2 separate regions of the Sus scrofa genome follow, and region 1 is linked to region 2. Evidence: chromatin contacts called from public HiChIP or PLAC-seq data. All regions are on one chromosome and are shown on one strand. The core of a region is the stretch at or near the end of the contact, and the rest is flanking DNA. Distances in the headings are between cores, read along the strand shown. Region 1 has its middle 37 kb from the start of ATP13A3. Region 2 holds the start of ATP13A3 (probable cation-transporting ATPase 13A3).

The links. HiChIP or PLAC-seq counts read pairs in DNA pulled down with a chosen protein or histone mark.
Region 1: a contact with region 2 is called in an H3K27ac HiChIP or PLAC-seq map of alveolar macrophages. The contact joins the enhancer-like site here to the promoter of ATP13A3 in region 2. A contact is called at or near these places in 7 of 47 Hi-C or Micro-C datasets (adipocytes, alveolar macrophages, embryonic fibroblasts and 3 more) and 2 of 2 datasets of contacts at active chromatin or transcription factors (alveolar macrophages and skeletal muscle).

What each region holds. Positions count from the first base shown.
Region 1 is chr13:131,511,600-131,514,821 of Sscrofa11.1, reverse strand. No RefSeq gene overlaps it. Among named protein-coding and RNA genes, the nearest start is that of ATP13A3, 37 kb to the right of the region's middle. Within about 2 kb of position 1,306, at least 21 of the 83 cell types and tissues checked have an H3K27ac peak or open chromatin away from gene starts, as enhancers often do. A contact at or near this core is called in alveolar macrophages and embryonic fibroblasts, where this site is marked.
Region 2 is chr13:131,474,383-131,477,673 of Sscrofa11.1, reverse strand. ATP13A3 (probable cation-transporting ATPase 13A3) reads left to right here and starts at 1,569. Exons shown (of 34, transcript XM_021070069.1): 1 at 1,569-1,690; 2 at 2,475-2,518.

The DNA.
Region 1 (3,222 bases), core at 57-2,556, 37 kb before region 2:
CAGCGCTAATAAAAGTAAAAAAACAAACAAAAAAAAAAACCAAAAAAAAACAACCATGAAGTGAAGTAATAAGTTGTAGTACATCCTTACAATGGAATACGAGTCAGCAGTAAGCGTGAACTCTTGCTAGGTAACAGCATGAATGAATCTCAAAAGCATTATGCTAAGTGAACGGGGCCAGACTTAAGAGTATCTACTGTATGATTCCATTTATATGAAATTCTAGAAAAGCAAAAAAAAAAAAAAAAAAAAAAAAAGTTATACAAAACAGATCAGTGGTTGCCAGGGCCCAGAGGGTGAAGATATAGAATGACTGCAAATGGTTTTCAAATAACTTTTCCAAGTGATGAAAATGTTCTATTAATATCATGATTGCAGTGGTGGTTATGTGACCTTATATATTTGTTGATTCATCTGATTGTGCACTTAATGCTGGTAAATTTTATTGTATTTAAATTATACCTTGGAGTTCCTGTTGTGGCACAGTGGTTAACGAATCCGACTAGGAACCATGAGGTTGCGGGTTCGGTCCCTGCCCTTGCTCAGTGGGTTAACGATCCGGCGTTGCCGTGAGCTGTGGTGTAGGTTGCAGACGCGGCGCGGATCCCGTGTTGCTGTGGCTCTGGCGTAGGCTGGTGGCTTCGGCTCCAATTTGACCCCTAGCCTGGGAACCTCCATATGCCGCTGGAGTGGCCCAAGAAATGGCAAAAAGACAAAAATAAATAAATAAATAAATAAATAAATAAATAATACCTTAATAAAATTGATTCCGCCCCCCCAAAGGGGCTAACACATTTAGGATAATTTGCAATTTTTTCATTATCAGTTTTATGGACCTCTAGCTTCAGGACATATAGCTCTTTCTTCTTTTCATGAACAGTTACATAGAATTTCATTGTGTGGATGCCCTATAATCCCACAATGAATTTATTTAGTCCCATTTAGATGAGCATTTGGGCTATTTCCAATATTTTATTTTACAAGTAATGTTAATAGTCAACCTTATCATATACCTTTGCATACTTGAGCATTTTTATTGAAGGGATTCCTAAAAGGGGTATTGTTTTGTCAAAGGGTGTATACAACTAAAATTTTAGAAGTGCGTATCAAATTGCCCTAAAAAATAAGGTGGTGTCAACTTGCACTCTCACCAATGGTGAGTAAGAGTCCTGTGGTTGTTTCTAAGGGATTCTTTTTAAGCTTATTCACTTGTTCAGTTTCCCAGAGCCTTGTCATGCAGTCGATGTTTTCCTATCACAACCCCCACGGGATTTCTACAGCTCTTAGATTTGACCGTTGAGGGCTTGCTAGGGTTTGTAGAATGACGTAGTTATCTGATGACAATTCAATCAACAAGGCACGCATATGACAGGGAGAGACAGATATGAAAACAATACTACATAGCATGATAAATGGCATGGTACTTTTATAAGTACCATATACACTGATAATAATGAAGAGAGAGAAGATGATGATAATGGTAATAATAATAGCTAAAAATCATTGAGCACTTAGTATATACCAGAAAGTAGTCTAGGAACTACATATATACTTATTTACTCCTTACAACAATGCCCTGAAGTAGAAGCTATTTCTACTGTTCGCATTTTATAGACTCCATGGCTGTGGGTTGAAGGATGAATAGAGTTAACTAGATGTGAAATGAAATAGGGCAGAATGAAAAGTGTGTACAAAGGTACTAAGGCTGAAGAACGAAAGTCAATCCAGGGATCCTATGAGTAATACCAGATGGCTGACACCCAAAGGGGACAGGAAAAGGAGAAGCTGGAGAGAGTTCATGAGTGGGTGGATGTAGATGTTTCTCATTTCCTCTTGCTAAACACACATACACACACTGCATTTGGCTGTCCCTCATTTTACTAACCTGTGGTTTCTCGTGGAGTCTGGAGGAAGACTTCTCATTAGGAAACAATGCTTGGATTCAGACCCAAAAGTTGAGTAAGAGTCAACCAGACAAAGAAGAGGAACTGAGTGTTCAGGCAGAGGAGGCGGCATAAGATGCACTGGCTGGAGTGCTTAAGAAACTGACCGGTGCTGGAGATGGCAAGGTTTAGAGTGCTAAGCAGCAGGGAGCCATCAACGAGGCCAAAGAAGATGGCAGAGGCCAACTCATGTAGAGTTGGAGGCTACAGTAAGGTGTTCAAAATTTTTATTACAAAATCCATCAATGAAAAAGAAATAACCCAAAATCTACTCTAGGTAAACCCTGTCCTGGAAGCCAAGGGAGATGCAATGATGTTCACTGTCTTTAAGAAACTCAGAGACTAGCTAAAAAAGTGAGATATGAGCAAAGGTAAGGAAGCTTATCAATGATAAAGGGCCACGTATAACAAGGATAAATGTGAAACGTCAGAGTTTTGGGGAGGGAAACACCATTGGCTGGGGAGCTGGGATAGCAGGAGTAGGGGAAAAGAATGGAACCCTGAAGGGTGGTTGTCATGTGGAAGCAGCTAGGGAGACAGCCTTCCGTACAGGACATTCCAAGAATAAACAAATGAGATCTGTCCAACATATTTGGAAGAGACAGAGTAAGTCCTCATGGCCAAAGGGTGTGTATGTGCAGGGAATATGAGATAACCTTTAAAAAAAGGTGCGTACAGTCATATCAGGAAGCTTCCTACATTCAAGGCTAAGGAACTTGAGTTTAAATCTTTGTGGGGAGTTCCCTTCATGGCTCAGCAGTTAGCAATCCCGACTAGGATCCATGAGGATGGGGGTTCCATCCCTGACCTCGATCAATGGGTTAAGGATCTGGCGGCATTGCCATGAGCTGTGGTATAGGTCACAGATGTGGCTCAGATCCGGCCTTGTTGTGGTTGTGGTGTAGGCTGGCAGCTGTAGCTCCAATTCAACCCCTAGCCTGGGAATCTCCATATACTGCAGGTGCAGCTCTAAAAAGTAAAAGAAAAAAAAAAAGCAAAAAAAACCAAAAACAAAACCAAAAAAACCCCAAACAAAGCAACTTTGTGGGCAAAGAAGGGCCATTCTGACTTTTTTCAGTGTCGAGCAACTTGAATAAGGTAATCTTATGATGATAAATCTGGACCAAAAGAGATAACCAAGTCAGGGAAACAATTTAGGAGGGCAGTACTTATTTCAAAGTTCTGTACAAGGTTGGCCAAAATGAAGAAGAAAGGAAGGACCAGGGAAGAATGTGCCATGTTATTTATGCCTCTTTGCAGGCAAGTTACTGTCTTCCTT
Region 2 (3,291 bases), core at 320-2,819:
AACCGTGAGACTGAGCCCAGGGGTGGGGAAGAGAGAGCTGTAGATCCATCTCAGTCCAGTGCGTGGTCCAAGCCAAAGGGTGCGAGGAAGTGCTCGGAAACCGTCCAGCTCCAAACAACCTCGGGGGCCAGGAGCAGCGTGTTCCAGGCTCTCTATAAGGTGACATTGGTGACTTGACTTGGGATGTGTGCTGCTCCAAATGAGGTGTCACCAAGTGTCGCGTACCAAAGGTGGTAGCTCCCCCCATTCACCCCAAGAAGTGTCTTTAAATGCTATGAACCAGAGCCTGAATGCTCCCTGCCCCTGGCGAAGCGTGCCCAAGTGCAGTGCACCAGAGGTCGTGGTCTCCTCCTTTCTTACGCTTGAGCAGCTAGGAATTCTGTTAGCCGTAAGGTGAACGACAAAAAAATGGCCCTGCTCCAAGGTCACGGGCAAGGGAGTCTCAGCGCCAAAAGATGGCGGGCGCGTCATCGAAGGGTCTCCGCGAAAACCAGACTCGCGATTTGTACATCCGGCCGGGGCCCTGCTCAGAGATAAATCTTCTGCGGAGGGAAGTATTTAATTTACATCCAGCGCTGTCGGAAGGAACTCCTTACCGCTAGAAGCGGTGGAATGGAAGCGTGGGAACTTTCTCTTGGGTACACTTACTAGTCCTCCGCCCGAGGCCTGGCGCGCGGAGCCGGTGGTTAAAAGAGAATTACAGCTTTTTGCTTGTTTTTTTTTTTTTTTTTTTTTTTTTTGGATTGGGGAGGGGACTACTAAGGAATGAAAGGGACCTGGATTGGGAGCCACAATCTGGCTTCCTCTCTAGCATTTTCGTACAAGGTTCCTCCGTGACCTTGACTCTGGGCAAGTTAGGTTAGGCCCCTCGCAGGGACTTAGTTTCCCTCTTCATAAAATGCGGACTTGGACTGTGAGCTGGTATTTGCACGGCCAGGTTGGTAAATTCCACCTCCTACCGCCAAAAAAAATGCCGTTCTCGCTTAGTAACACCCCGCACCCCAACCTCGAGCCCCCCTGTAGTGCCCTCCCTCCCCCTTTCTTTTCTCCTCCCGCCTGGGGGTGAGGGAGCTAAAGGGGAGGTGGTGGGCGTGGCCCGAATCTCGGCCCGCCCACCCACCGGTCCCGCCCCTCCTGACGTCCCCTTTGCGCCCCTCCGCCCTCGGCGTTGGATGAGGCAATCACGTGACCTCACATCCGGCGCGGGAGTCCCGAGCTCCCCGTGAGCGCTCCCCCGCCCGCCTGCGGGCTCTCCCGGCAGAGCGATCCAGGCGCCACAGCGGAGGGGAGGGGGGTTCGCTACGTCGCTGGCGGCGAGAGGCCGTTTGGGAGTGCAGACCGCCCCCCTCCCCTGCCTGCCTTCCCTTGCCGCCCGCCCTTGTTCTCGCCCTGCTCCGGCTGCACGCCGCAGCCGCGCGCGCGCCGAGGAAGAGAGCGCGGACGCCCCTGCGCCCCGGCTCGGCCCGGGCCCCGCCGCGGCGCCTCCCTCCCCTAACCCCGAGCCGCAGCGCGCGGCGGCGGCGGCGCCTCGAGCTCGAGCGACCCGCGGCCGCCGGCGCTGGCCGAGGGCGATGGGGCTGGGCTGAGGCGAGGCGGCGGCGGCGACAGCGGCGGGCCCTGGCCCCGGCCCCCGCGGCCCTTTGGCTGCTCCGGCCGGGAGGCCGCCGAGGAGACAGCGCCGCGGCGCCCGGTGAGTGGTCCCGGCTTCCCCGGGGCGCTGGAAGGCAGGGTGAACGGAGCGTGTAGCCGGTGGGTGGAGGTGATGGGGGAGGTTGGAGGAGGTGAATGGTATTGTCGGGGGTGGCGGGTACCAGGTGAGCTCTCGGTCGGCCTCCTCGGGCCGGAATTGGGCATCACTTCTCCTGGAAGGCGTGTGTGCGGAGGGGAGCGCTAAGACTGCGGAATGTCTGTCTGGGACAGGTGAGGCGAGAAGGAGGGCTCCACGTTGTGGGTGTGAAGGCCTGGTTGGGTCACGCCACTTGGGAAGAAGGCGAGTGTGTGTTGGGATTTGGGAGTGGGACGGTCGTCCAGCCCTTTTAGAAAGTTCAGGAGATGGTGAGGTCGAAGGTAAGGTATTAGAAGGGAGCTTGGATGGGTTTGTACGAGTGCTGACTGAGGAATCTTGAATTCGTCCTTAGCCACGGAGTAGTAGAGCTCCTTGCCAATTACCGCATTAAGCTAAGTGAGGCCCAGAGAGGAAAAGTGACTTATGACTTATCTAAGGCCTCTCACTTTGACTCTGTGATAGAACTAGAAAAACCCAAGGCCCTGTCTTCCATTACTTCATGGCCACTCTCTTTATACCCTTTCCTTCTCCCCACACCATGTGCACAGTGCGGTTCTGGTGGATGTGTGATCTCTTTGGGGTGGGGGGAGTGGTGCTGAGGGAATCTAATTGGGGGTTGACAGTAATTCAGAGCTTCTCCATTTGGAAAGATTTTGTGACAGGTGTTTATCATTACCTCTTCCCATAGATCTGACAGAAACATCCTTGGATCTTGGTGTCTGGACATAGGAGGTATGAATCACTCACATAATTAACTACTTTTAATCATCAGTGTTTTAGAGCTATATTTAGCGGTTATATTAGTACAAAACGAATGGGTATGGAGTGGTAAACCTAGAAACAGAAACCTGTGTTTCCTACACATGATCCCAAACTAAATGAGTAGAACATTTGTGTATGTAATGACTATTTTAGCTCTATGAGTCAGGAAGTTAGAATTTTTAAGAAATCTAACAAATGCTGGAAGGTTAAAGATCATTGCAGAATGAACACTGTTCTGAAGGCTTTGTTGCTAAATTGAAGGTATTCTGATTGGAGATTGTCTTTTGAAGGGCAGTTACTTAGTTAAAAGTGCTCTCTGCCCTTGGTTTGAATTCATCCTCTTTACCAAGTCACATGTGTTAATTTTGTTTCACTGGAATATGTGTTGTATTTTGCTCTTAGGAGGATTGTTGCTTGGCCTAATAGGTTATAGTTGCCAAAATAAAGGTATATGGTCATCCCATTCTGGTGACCCTTTTTAAAGGCAAATCAGTTCCTGGAAGTTGCTTGAAATAGCAGGCCTATTAGTAATTGTTATGGAAGTTTGCTTTAGCTACTATCCTTGTTTTTGGTATTACCCACCATTAGATCAGGTGAGGCTGAAACAGCTAAGTGAGATTTTTGAACATTATCAGAACAACAAAGCCTGTTTGAGGTCAGGGAATTGGGTAGGAATAATGATGACATTGGTTGCTTTAATTTATAAGAAGTGCAATTATAAGTAAATACAAATATTAAGTAGC